Regions from separate parts of the Rattus norvegicus genome. Here region 2 is linked to region 1. Evidence: chromatin contacts called from public Hi-C data. All regions are on one chromosome and are shown on one strand. Each heading gives the region's core, a stretch centred on a gene start, on an enhancer-like site or on the middle of the called end of the contact. The rest is flanking DNA. Distances are from core to core; before and after follow the strand shown. Region 1 holds the start of Rps24 (ribosomal protein S24). Region 2 holds the start of Zmiz1 (zinc finger, MIZ-type containing 1).

Region 1 (6,290 bases), core at 2,957-5,456:
ACTCACTGAATCAGTGGCAGGGAAGGGGATGGGAAGGAGGAAAACAGACAGCTCATTAGTAGTCCCTTCTCAAATAGCAAAGCTATCTATGTGAAGTACATGCAATTAGATACCTCAGGTGACTACCCTGTGGTTGTGTAGAACATTCCTTGCATACCACCTTCCCTGATTACCATGACTCCAAAGTTTACAAAGTAACAAGCACTAGTGCCAGAGTGTGCCACACCCATATTGCCACTACCAGCACATGGAAGGGGGGATGCATTTGAGGCTGGGCCCTTTGGTGGGAATCTTTAGACTCCAATGGGACAACTCCACAGGATTAGGCAAGTCTTTTGAAATCTGTTCAGTTCATGTTTTATACTTTATACCAATCTTGGATACCACAAGGTATACAAGTGACAAAAATTTAGCTGAAATAAAAATCCAATTACTTTGCAAATATATGACCACCAATGCCTTGGTTTAAGCTCTAACATCAAGCAAAATAGTTTAGGCTAGCCTTTCAAAATGGTGCTAGTGAGATTACCAGCTCCACAGAACACCTTTCAGAGGGACAGGCTGGCAAAGAATCCGTGTCACACAGCCTAAAGTTCTGACTCAAAGGACAAATCTATATCAAAGATTTTACTGATCAATAGGTATAATCTGCAACACCCATGCAGTGCGTCTATGGGCAGTGTTCATTAACCAGTGCTGATAGGAAAAGTAGCAAGTCAGTTTGAGTCTGGTCTCAGGCAGACAGCTTGAAAGGTAGGCAGAAGGTAGTAGGCACATTTCTAAAACCATACAAACTTAATCCCACTGCACATTATAAATGTGGAATAGGGAGCCATTCTGACTAAAATGCATGTGATAAAATAGTACCCCAAGCTTCAGGAGGTTACCTCAAAGTTTTCTATTAGGAACAGGAGACTAGTTAACAGAAGTGCTAGAACCAGCTAGCTTGGATGCTGTTCCTAAGAGAATCTGTTAGTCTTGCAGCATCCTAGAGAGGATGGGTCACTGAAGCTATTTCCTGAATACTAGTCTCAAACTACAAATAAAAGGAGACTAGGGCACCTACCTGCCTTTAGTAGATACCTCCCTCCATCTATCCTGTCTTTTTGGGTTTCCAAAATAAATGAGAAAGCTTTTCCTTCTGCTAGTTAAGATACTACTTAAAACAGGCACTGGTGTTTTAATAAGCCATACTATGGAAACCGTCATCTAGAAGCCAACATGCAAAGCATCAGAGCCAGCTCAGTGAAGGTGGCACACCCCACACCGTGCCCAATGGCAGTACCTGCTAGATATTTCATTTCTGTTGAACAAGAAATCCAAGACAGTAGGAGAGGGGAAAAAATTCATAGAACACTTGATTACTCAGCAACCCAACACCTTAATTCCATTCTACTAGTCAAGATTAGCTAGCAAAGCTGCTATAAAGCTACTACTCAAATCACTGTGATCTCAGCTAACGGGAGAGGAAAGCAGTTTGACATCTGAAAAGCACAAGCCACATTGATCCAACTGCTTCAAAAACTATGCTAAAAAAAAACGAAATCCTCGGGAACATGATCAGCTCTCCCTTGAGGGGCCTGTGTCAATTAACATGAGAAGGAAATTCCTAGAACAATCAGGCCTTAAAAGCAGTCACTGAATCAATGTGGCCTTATGTTGGAGTGTGCTAGTCTATGAGCAGAAGAGGTGGGCCAGTCTACTCTAGGATAACTACTAGGCTACTGAGCTTCTCAAAACGTTACCTTCTGCAATCCAGAAGAGGGAAAAGAAAAACACCAAGAAAGATTATTTAGAAAAGAACACCCCTCTTCACAGACAATATTAAGCTTAACAATTAATGACACTTCTGTACCACCCATGAACCATACCTTTTTGCCAGCACCAACATTGGCCTTTGCAGTCCCCCTGACCTTCTTCATTCTGTTCTTTCGTTCTTTTCGCTGTTTGCGGGAGGTCTTTTTCTTCTCATAAAGGCCATGCTACGAGAGAAGAGTGCATCCAATGAAATCATTCCTCACCACTCTGATGGGAAAACTGAGGCAATCAGAGAACTTTGAAATAAAGCTTTACAAACCAATTCAACTTTAAAAGCTGCCAGGACACTGCTCAGCATCTTGCCTTTTAATTCCTGCTTCTCTAGTGAAGGTTGGACACCCTTACTAAGAACCCTACCCTCTCACCTCAGGTCCTAACTCACCAATCTGTTCTTGGCATTCCGGACAGAAATCTTCCCAAGGCTTTCAGCAAGATTCCCAGACCACCACTTTAAAACAGTATCTAGCCAGGTGTGGTACATGCCTCTAATCCCAGAGCTTGGAGACAGAGGCAGGCTGATCCCTGTGACTTGAAGCCAGCTAGGGTAACACCCTATTCTCAACAAACATAGCCTCAGGAAACTTTCATATCCAACTGTTATACTAGAGGATTCATCCTAGCAAGGAGAAATGGATTCAAGAAACTCCTCACATTTACAATCCTAGCACTCAGGAAACTGGGATAAAGTAGCTGCTAGTTTGTGGCTAGCCAGCACTAGAGGCCATGCCTCAAATTAACAATCCAATGAAACAAGACACCACTCTGGAGGCAGAGTTCCAGGCCAGCCTGGTCAACAGTGAGAGCCCACCTAAAGAATGAAACGAAACCAGCCAGGTCAACCCTGATCATCAACCAAGTATCAAGTTTGTTACCCATTGGACTACATGAAATTCTGTCCTAAATTTTTAAAGGTACTGTCTGTGCACTGTAACAAATATGGTAACTAAAGGACTACCAACTTTTCCTCAGCATATATGGCAGCACAGCTCAATAGAAAGCCCAGGGAAGACTGCTAAATTTCACTTTGGAAGGCCAGGTAAACTATGTGGAGATGGGTTAGTGGATAATTACAAGTTTGGCCCAAACTGCTCATTCTATTCCAATATATACTGGAAAACAAAATCTAACTTGCCATGGTAACTGAGCCTGGGCTGGAATTGCAGGCATGTATCCAGAAAGGAACTACGTCTTCAGTAGATGTAGCACAAACAAGATACCTACTCTCGCAAGTCTGTGTTTAGGCTCATTCTTCTTTGCATAATCTAAAGAATCATAGATCATGCCAAAGCCAGTTGTCTTGCCTCCACCAAAGTGGGTTCTGAATCCAAATACAAAGATGACATCTGGTGTGGTTTTGTACATCTTGGCCAGCTTTTCCCGAATTTCTGTCTTTGGTACTGTGGCCTTCCCAGGATGAAGGACATCAATGACCTAAAAAGAGGTGCTTGTTACAGTTAACTACATCTTCAAAAGCAGACATAAAGACCAAATCTTGACACCCTGACCCTTACCATCTGTTTCCTCTGAAGCAGACGGTTTGTCATGAACTTCCTGGTCCGGATGGTTACCGTGTCATTCTGCAGATAACAAACAAGTCAGTAAGATTGTTAAAACCTCGTCTTGCCTTTGCTGATATTTCACCAATTACTAGCAATGCAGTCTAGAAAAAAGCAGGAATTGGGAGCAAGCTATAAAGGAAAGGAAAGGAAAGGAAAGGAAAGGAAAAAAGCCCCAAAAAGTGGGCACCTCATAAACTACCGTGGTAGCTGGCATTCAGCAAGGCTAAGCAGACAAAACAATTTTATCAGAGACCAACTTAAATCAGCAGCTTGCAAATAGCCTTAACGACCTCGACTTGAGTACGAATCAAGTCGCCTCGATAGCACCAAACCCATTAGAGTAAAACAGCCCGCAAGTTTCGCTAAACTCAGTACTTCGCCTCTGAGAGAAATGGGCAAGGCCAGTTTTTGGCAGCCCCTTCCAACCCATCTTAATGTTCCCAAGACACACACATTCTACTCAGGCGCTAAGTTTGCTGACTTACTCGAGGGGCCCACAGGGCCAAGAACTGGAGGCGCCTTCATCACCTTGGCCTGCCAGGGCCTGCCTCACCCGTGCCCCTGAAGCTCAACAGGGATTTCCATGGCCGAGGCCCTGTAGCCCAAAGCCCGGCGTGTTCTCGACGCCCGCACCGGACAGCCGCGACCCGGCGACCCTGGGCTACCGGCCTCTGTGAGGCAGGCCGAAGCAGAGTAAGTGGGCCCTGGATGGCTGCGGCTCCAGTGGCGGGCCTGAGCAGGCAGGGATGGCGTGGATATGCGACGGATAGCGAAGAGAGCCCGAGGAGACTTACCATGATGGCTACGGTGCCCGAGCTGTAAAGGAGGAAAAGAGGACCGCTCACTGCCGACCAATCATATTAACCCGCACTGAAGGACCCCGACGTGGGGGCGTGGCCAAGGTCTCGGGGCAGACCACGCCAATGCCTGACTGAAAGTACCCAAAGTCACGCCTCACTTGCCTTTAGCTACGCCCCCAGAACTGTGGGTTGGCTGACCTGAAGGAAGGTGGATCAGCCAAACGGATTTAGGGTTACACAGTCGCGTGTTCCTTCCCGATTCACTTTCTTTTCCTCCTGCTTTTGTATTTTGTTGTTTTCCCTCCTGTTTCTGTATTTTGGTCTAAAGTGTTTTAGAGTGATGGTCTGTGCCCCATCAGAACTTGGTTCTGCTATGAAACAGACTTAAAACATTTCTCAGAAGCTCTTAACAGCTGGCTGAAGGCTCCTGACCGTATCCGTCAGTCTCCTCTCTGCCTGACAGAGCCCCCACTCCAGTCGTATAAGCCCCTAAAATCGAAAAAGCCCTTGCCACTGGGAGTGGTGGCCTGGTACTTTTTAATAAACCATTCTTTCTCTCCATGGAGAGCTGAAGGATTTGGTGGGTTTTTTGTTGCACCTACTTACAAAACACACAATTAAAAATGAACCATATAGGCTGGAGAGATGACTCAATGATTAAGAGCAGTGACTGCTCTTCCACAGGTCCTGAGTTCAATTCCCAACAACCACATGGTGGCTCACAACCATCTGTAATGGGATCTGATGCCTTTTTCTGAAGGCAACAATGTGTACACCCATACATAAAAATATATATATTTAAAATATATAGAAAAAGGAACCATACATATATAATATGTATTATACATACTGTGTAGGTATAAACATGTTATAATGTGTTTGTATATATGCTTATATACTAGATATGTAAATTTACTTATTTACACCAGGTAGAATGTAATTGAAGCACTGAGAATATGGAGGCAGAGGATGACCAGTAGGGGCTATATATGGAGATCCTTTCTCAGGAAAACACACGCGCGCGCGCGCGCGCGCGCACACACACACACACACACACACACACACACACACGTCCTTGTTTGCTATTGTACATATTACCTTTTCCCTTTAAATAACTTTATAGACCGGAGGCTTGTGTGCATAGCTATTGTCTTCAACTACTTATTTCTTCTTTGGATTGCCTACAAGGTGCTCTTCTGTTTCTTTGACAGGTGGATTTTGGCTTTCGATATCCCTTAAACAATTAGATTTTCTTCAATCACAAAGTACTTACTGATTTCTTTTTAATTTTCTATTTGACGTAACTTTTTGGGATTGTGATTAAAAAAAAAAAAAAGCGGTATTTCCCTTCTGCGGTTTTGAGAACTCCACCGGAAAAGATATTTTTTGATCTGCGCGGCCTAGGTGCATTTTCACGCAGGAGCCGCTAGGTGGCAATCTAGAGGGAGGGCTCAAAGCAGCCTGCGCAAAGCTTCTCTTTACAAAGTCCCGCGGCGGAAGAGGAAGCGGCACGTGCGGCGCTTTACGGTGGCCGAGGAGGCGGCTGCGACTTTCTTACCCCTGAACAGCAAAGCACCCCGGGAAGGTGCACAGACAGTGGTTTTTATAGTCGCAGCTTCGAGGACGGTGTCCAGGCAGCCGGCACCATGGTGAAGGAGCAGTTCCGCGAGACGGATGTGGCTAAGAAAATGTAAGGACGCAGCCAGAGGGGTGGGGGTGAGGTGGAGGCTGAGGTCCCGGGTCCCAGAGGGTCCCAGGTGAGGGACAGTTAAGGGAGCGAAGAAGTTACATGGTGGAATTGCAGATCCTGGAAAGGACGAAGTGAGGTTGGGGTGTATCCCTGAAGTGAAGTGGAGAAAGTGGGATGGACAGAGCAGGGTCGGGACGGGTATTCTGGGTCAAGATGCCACCTCCCGAATCCCTGCGCGGACTCGTCTCAGCGAGCCTTTTCCCGTGGCACGAGGAGACAGTGTGTGCTGACTCAAGGTTGCCAGCTGGAAAGTGGCTTCACAGGCAGCTAGGTGGCAGACTTAGGAACCAGGCAGCTATTCTGGGCTCTCTGCTTCAAAGCTTAGCTATTAAGCCCTAGACTCTCATTATGATAACTTTTCAG
Region 2 (7,190 bases), core at 981-3,480, 940 kb before region 1:
CAAATGTCCCTGGCAGTGCAGAGAGGAGGGAAAGGTTGGCCGAGCGATGCACTCACCCCGCCAGCCCAGCCGCCAGCCAGCTTCTTGGAGATCTCAGAGAGAACATTTGTTTGGGCTGCCAAGTTAAATCTTCCTCCCTCATGTCAGGGCATTGGAAAAGCAGTCAGGGGAAAGGGGAAGGGGGAGAGCGGGGGAAGGAGCCGCGGGAAGGAGGGCGGGAGAAAGCGAGCAAGCAATCCAGGCGGGCAGGCTCTGAGCCTCAGTTACTCTTAGCACTGCCAGCCCAAGAAGCTGCAGCTCCCAGGGCAGATGTTGACCGAGCTATCTACCAGAGATCTGGTCACCCGGGCTTTCAGGGCTCCCGGGTGGGGTGCGGGATGCCAGGCTCCTTGAGCCCGGGCTGCGGGAGAGGCCCTTCGTCCTGCTCCGGGCTGGAGGCACAAGGTGGAACTGTAAACCAGAGAAAGGAAAGTTTTCAGCAGGTAAAGGAAAGGGCAGAGTAGCCGCGCCGATCCGTTTTCCCCCGGGAAGGGTGGGGGGCCCAGGCCCGCAGTCCTGGCGCGCTCCCGTCCGCTAGCCCTCCCGCCCGGGTTGTTTACATTCCTGGAGTGTCTTTTAAACCCGAGGCTGTGGCCGGCTCCTGGCCTTCTCCCGCGGCTTCGGGGCAGTCTCCCGTGAAAATCTGCTGGCGCACAATGGCCGGGAGAGGAGGCCGCCCCTCTCCCGCGCCCCCACCGCTCCAGGGCGGGGAGCCTGCCCTCTGCACCGCGCCCTCTCCCTGCCTGGCCAGCTTCCTGGACAGATGTCCCCGGCCAGGGGGCGACGCGATCCCGCAGCCTGCACCACGACACCGAGGCCGTGCTCCCCACTGTTTTCTCCCTGGCCCTGACGCCAGGAATGTGAAACAAGCTTTCAGAGCTTCCCTCCCACAATCCGGACCCAGCTTCAGCTCCGGCCCGGCCCCCCAACCTCCTCCCGGGTCGGCCTCCCACTCCCCCGGGGCCGCCGTCGCCGCCGTCGCCGCCGGAGACAGAGAGGAAGAAAGAACACGGGGAAATTACTTTCGTATTTGCAACGCGCGCGCGCATACACACACACACACACACACACACACACACACACACACACACACACACACACACACACACACACACACACATCTTCCCCTTGGGCTCGCCTCCCGACTGGGGCAGCCCCGGCCAGACGTTGGCCTGAAAGCCCCTTCGGCTTCCGAAGCCCGAACGAGAAGCCTCAACACATCTCCTCAACGTGTCCTGCTTTAGCCACGCGCCGCGTTTCCCCGAGCTATTCTCCCCCCAAAACAACTTAACCGCGCCCCCATCTCCCATGTACAAAAGTGTGTTCTCCATAGAAATTTGGAGGCACAACTTAACATCACCAACCCCTGGCCACCCTAGAATCCAGCGCCTTCCTGGCGGTTCTCCTACGCACACAGGAGCACAACTTCATATCTTTCCAAAAGGAGCAAGGGAGACCCAGCCAGTTCTTCCCGGGTCCTCTCCTCCCTCCTCCGAATCCGTATCCCGGCCGGCCCCCGACTGTTCGGAGCGACGGCTGGAGGCGCGCCGGCAGGAGGCGGGCACCGAGTCCGCGCGCACAACCACACCGGCGCCCCGTACATCCGAAAACCCCCGGGTCCCCGCGCTCATCCGGAGTCGCTCTACACAAGCTGGGTGCTCGCTGGTGGCCAGGGCCTCCGCCCCCGGCGGCCAGGGCAGCAGCGCCGAGCCCGCACGGCTGGCTTCTCTCGCCCGGCCGGAGCTAAACCTTTAAGCGGAAAGCCCTAGTACAGTACCCGGCGCTCGCACCCTGACGATCCGCCGGGAGCGGGTGGAAGCCTCGGAGCTAACGGGCGCTTGGCTCTGTCCCCAAACTTACCGGGCTCTGCGAGCACCACTGCCACCGCTGGAGGACGCGCCGCTGCCACCGCCGTGTAGGGCAGGCTGGAGCCCGGAGGAGCGCAGCGAGAGCGCGGAGATCCACTCGGCTCCGGCTCTGGTTCCCGCTCCTCACCGGCCGGCGATAGGGTCAGCGCGCTGCGCGGGCGCTGCTCGCTTGCTCTGCGGCCCGATCGCAGCTCGCCCGGCCGGCCGCTTGCTCTCCGGGGCGCCCGCCGCCGCCGCTCGCTTTTTTAATGTCCACAGACAGTGAAAAGGAACTCGGCGTTAGGGGGTGAGTAAGTGAATCAACTCGCCCGGAGCCGAGCAAGTTGAAGTGTCAGATTACATTGGCTATTCTATTTCCAAAGGGCCCCGCGCCGCCGGCCTCCCGCAAAAGCCGGCACGGAGTAATGGCGGGAGCGGAGCGCCGCGCCTCCAGCGCGCAGGTCTGCTGGCCTTGGTTCGCTCTCCATCTGCGCGCTCGCTGCGCTCTCCTTTTCCCTTTCCTTTCCCTTCCGCCTCTCCCCTTTCCCTTCTTTTCCTCCCTCTGTTCCCTGTGCCCAGGTCTCAGCTCTCTTCCAGACCCTGTTAGGCTCCTCGCCACCCTTACCCTCATATGCTGCTTTGCTCACTCTCTCGTCCCTCCTCTCACCTCCCTTCACTGCTCTTTAACGCCCCCCCCCCCCCGCCATTCCATAAGTTTGGAGCCGGGAGACTGATGTGCCTAGGAAAGGACCACATTGGTAGGAGCAAAATTATTGCCAGAAGGCATACCCCGCTTCCTGCTGGTACCCTGGCTCTGGGGCCTTAGGTTCTGTTAGCCACCTGAATTGGGGTGACTGGGTGGCTAATGAGACACGGTGTGCGGAGTTTCCCCCGGAGACTTTGGGACAGAGGGTGAGAGGACCCTAATCTTCACTACCACGGGTGACGTAGGGGGAGGTGGAAGTGCGCTTCCATTGACATATGAGAAGGAGCGAGGGATACAGAGGTAACCACTGCTACTTGAAGTTTAGAGCAAGAACGCCATAATGCTTGGTAGGAAGCGCCTGGAGCGCTGCGAGCTGAGCGCTCCCAATTTGCAGAGGTGGAAATAACCCAACCGGCTCACAGCCCAGAGCTGGGCTCCACTCCTGTCGTGCCTTAGGGCACTCACGAAGCACAATTAGGTGCGCCCACTCGCGGGGGCTTTCCTCGCAGACCGGCCCCTAAATGTATCCAAGCGCGCACTCCCTTTGGCTCAGGTCCATTGCCACTCACACAAAAACTCCTACACAAACGGCACGCCGATTTGCGCCTACCTTTCAGCAAGGCACGCATAGCATGCACGACCCCGACACACACTTGTACACACACTTTCCATCCCAGATATGCCCGTGCACCTGGAGTCATACAATTGTACACACAAATATCGCTGTATGCCATCCCCGGTACGTTAAAAAAACAAAACAAAAACAAAACACGAGGCATTCCCCCGTGCACTACGTCTCTGGTTCACGTACACATACCACACATTTCCCCTTACTCTTCCACATCCCTTCCTCAACCCCATCCGCCTCCTGATTAGAAGGACTCTAGTCCTAAAGATAACTAGCGTCTGGGCTGGACACGCGCGCGCGCGCACACGCACTCCCCTTCAGAGCAGGCGGGGGAGGCTTGGGCTGGAGCCCGCTAGGGACTCCAGGTGTGGCGATGACTCCGTGCTCCGCTTTTTGCAGGCAGCCACGGTGTCGGAGGCGAGGCGAGGAAGGGAGCTGGAATAACAAAGGCAAGTTGGGAAGAGCGCAAGGGGGCGCAGCCCCGGCTGGGCCGCGGGGGGAGCCTTGCTCTGCCGGGTCGACGGAGGCAGCTTGGCCGCCAGCCGGGGGAACCGGAGGTGGGGAGGAAAGGTGGGGGGAGAGGGGCGGAGCCGCTTCGTGACGTCAGAGAACAATGACACCGCTGGGGGCGGGTTCGGGCTGGCCGCCCGGGCGGGGGTCTTTCTCAGGGCCTGGGGCGGGCGGATGAAGTCTTGGCCTCGCCGGGGCAGCAGTTTGATTGACGAGGTCCGCATGGGAGTGCAGACGTGCCACGCAGACTCGCGAGTCCTAAGCCTCTTGGGTGGTGATCATAGCGCACCGCGGGCCAACAGGGGAGCGGGCTGGAGAGCTCCCCCACCACAGACCCCCAGTTTAGAATATCCTTCAGAGGGCTGGCTGATCTGACCTCGGCTTGAACTCCTTCAGGGCCAGAAAGATCACTCCTTCCATCACCAAGACAAGAAGGCAAAATGTGTTTGCTAGCTTTGAAATCATTCTCAAAGCTGTGAATGTCTGGCAGCCGTGAAGTCAGACTGGAATTCCTGAGGGCAGACTGCAGCTCAGGTCCACAGGGACATGGGGCAAGGGTGTCGTCTGGGTGCGGGGTGGGGGTGGGGGGACGACGACTACCTTTCCCGAGGCAAATTCTGACTCCTGCTGCTATCGGGTGCGGGTGGGGGTGGGGTAGGGGCGGTGCTGCCTCAGTCCTCGGACAGTCACAAGGGATGAACTGTTAGCAACTTGCTCCACTACCCACCCACAGGTGGCAGCTGAGTATCCCTAGGGAAAGTGGGTGGCATGAAATCACTTGCAGACCTTTAGGGACACTGGAATGGCCTGGTCTCAGTACATTTCCAAGAAGAAGACACCCCCCTTGCGTCCCCCGCCCTTACCCGGTGGGTGGCTCAGGTTGGGGAGAATAGTCTGAGAAATCCTGGAAAGCTTGACTTGTAAAATGAGAAATCAGTTTGCTGAAGGGAGTCACAGGCATCCTGCTCAGTCACAGCATTGGGACATCCAGAAGGCTACCCCGCCCCAGCACCAAAGCCCCTCTCAGCCTTGAGATGCAAGAATAGCCCCATGCAACACCAGGGCCAGTTCCTGTTCTCTTGACGTCCACTAAGTTATGGCACTCAGCCCTGGAATTTGATCTTTCTCCAACTTTCATGTTCAGAAGCTCCTGTGCAGAAGGCCCCACCCCCTTTCTTAAAAACTTACATTGCATGTATTGATTTGAGGGGAAGGAGATACATGAAGACTGGAGGACAACTTTGGGGAATTAGTTCTCTCTTTCCACCAATGTAGGTCCTGGGGGTTGAACTCCGATCCTCAGGTTTGGCAGCCTTTACCAATGATGAGCCACCATGCTGGTCCCCAACCCCTTATTTCTAGCCTGGAAATGCAGAAGTAGCTGCAGAGGATAGGGGAGTCCAACAGGACAGAGTCCGTGTTGCTTTCTGCCTTCCCCGCCCACCAAGCATGACACCTTGAGAGCAATAAATCTGAGAATCACACTCAGGCCTCTTGTGAGGAACCCATGCCACAAGCATTGGGATTTCCGGGCCCGTGTTATCTCCGTTTCTCTGCCCAAGAGGTTACTGGGCCAGTTGGCTCCCTCTGGAGTCCTAGAAGGGATGGCTTATTTAGTGCCTACTGTGTGCTGAGTGAGGAATTATGACATTCACTTATTGCCTGCAGTTAGGGACATCATTGGTCCCTCCAAAGGGGCTCAGGCCTTTATTAATACAACCTCTTGTTAGCCAACTGCTCTGCATTCTCCTCCAGAAATTCTGTGTAGTCCTAGGCAAATTGTTCTTCCTTTCTGGGCCCTCTATAAACTAAAGGCTAGGTTTCGTAACACTGACCAAGCCTTGCTGTTCCCAATCTCAGCGTCAGCAATAGGCCTGGGTTGAAACAGAGAGATGCAAAGTACACTATGCCCAGTCAATGTAGGTTCCCGTAGTTCCCCTGGCTCAAAAGGCAGCTTCAGTACCCACCAGAGTATGCATTGTGCAAAGCAGGCTCAGTTCACAGCCACCTTTCCAGCAGGTTTAAGTGCCTCTAGTTTCTTACCCTGGTGGAACCATCAAGACTAAGGAAGAGGGCCACTGCTAGGGCAGGGCGGGGCCTGAGTCGTAGGAGGCAGAAAGTCCAAGGGCCAAGAGGGAGGCAGTGATTGGAGGATCTATGCAGTGTGCAGTGAGTATGGCCTCTGGACCAGGCTGCCATCAGTAGGCTGAGGCAGGACCAGTCGTAAAGGTGGCACTTCGTTCCTCTCTGCTCTGGAGTCAAAAGACGTGTGAAAAGGAGCTCCCCGCTCCCTCCTTCCATGTCTCTAACCTGGCATCACCAGGCTGATGGAAGAGCACAGAGGTTGCCTGGCTGCTCCAGGGTAGGATTCCAGGTCTAGCTGCACCCCTGAGCTCATCTCATTACTAGGGATGATACAGGTGAGGTGACCTTTGAAGTGCTTCAAGGGGAAGAATTTAACCAACTACCTGCTAGGAACTGATCTCTGTCTGTCTAAGCCCTTCCTGGACATAATTAGTCTTCACCTGTGGTTGACCAGGAACCTTTGGATCCTGCTCAGAAAGCCTGTACCCTCTAGCACAGAGTGCCAGCTACATTCTTCTCCTTTCTCTGAACACTAGAAAACTGAGGTGCCAGAGGAAGATTCCCAGTACTATGACCATCTAGGACCCATTCGTATTGGTTTCTTGGGAGGCTGGGGGCACGTTGAGACAAGGTCTTGTCACGTGGTCCAGACTGACCTTTGGACTCGAGTCCTGCGTTGGTTGAATGCTGGGATTACAGCTGTGGGCCGTCATATACCCAGCTAGGATGTGTCATCTTGTTTTGCCATTCTCTGATCCTCACAAGGGCGCTTCGATGGGTGACTAAGATGAGGTACAGAGGGAGGCGGTGCCTTTCCCTAGGCCACAGGCCTGGGAAGTACAGAGAAAGCATGAAAGGTGGGCCACTTCCTGCAGCCAGCACCCTGTCCATACAGCCAGAGCTCTGCCAAGCAGCAGGCTGTGTGCGGAAGGGCAGCTGGGGAGACAAACAGTAGCATGCCAGGGGCGGAGCACAGTGGCTTCCTGCCTCTGTCCTGCAGCACCTTCACCCTATAAAAGAGCTCAGGCCTGACGTCTCATGTATGCACTCTTTTCACACTCTCCTGCCCTAACCTGTGTCTTCATGTTTTTCATGCTCGGTGGCTTCCAGGAGAGCCACCACTTCAAGCATACGACTCCTTGCATGCTTTTGCACAAGCTCCTTTTGTTTCCTAAGACACACCCAGCCCAGCCTTTCCAGTCCATATCTGCAGCCACCAGCTCGGGAGCCTACTCTGATAATATCACCAGTCTACAGCATCTCCATCCCTGAATGCTGCCAGACTGCCTCCATATTTGTGTGACCATGGTGACTGCCTGTTACGTTCCTGCTACAGGCCAGGTCCTCAGTAGCTTGAACTCTGGTCCTCACCTGA

What was found. A called contact is a pair of places that touch in the nucleus more often than the background predicts.
Region 2: a contact with region 1 is called in a Hi-C map of kidney, with 7 times the contacts expected there. The contact joins the promoter of Zmiz1 here to the promoter of Rps24 in region 1. A contact is called at or near these places in 6 of 12 Hi-C or Micro-C datasets (Schwann cells, frontal cortex, hepatocytes and 3 more) and 1 of 1 datasets of contacts at active chromatin or transcription factors (oligodendrocytes).

The regions. Positions count from the first base shown.
Region 1 is chr16:94,433-100,722 of GRCr8, reverse strand. It overlaps Rps24 (ribosomal protein S24), which reads right to left and starts at 4,206. Exons shown (of 5, transcript NM_031112.1): 1 at 4,172-4,206; 2 at 3,330-3,395; 3 at 3,040-3,249; 4 at 1,872-1,982. The coding sequence starts at 4,174. It overlaps Polr3a (RNA polymerase III subunit A), which reads left to right and starts at 5,663. Exons shown (of 31, transcript NM_001414889.1): 1 at 5,663-5,867. The coding sequence starts at 5,824.
Region 2 is chr16:1,029,200-1,036,389 of GRCr8, reverse strand. Zmiz1 (zinc finger, MIZ-type containing 1) reads right to left here and starts at 2,230. Exons shown (of 24, transcript NM_001108393.1): 1 at 1,900-2,230. It overlaps LOC120097507 (a long non-coding RNA gene), which reads left to right and starts at 4,386. Exons shown (of 2, transcript XR_010058530.1): 1 at 4,386-7,190.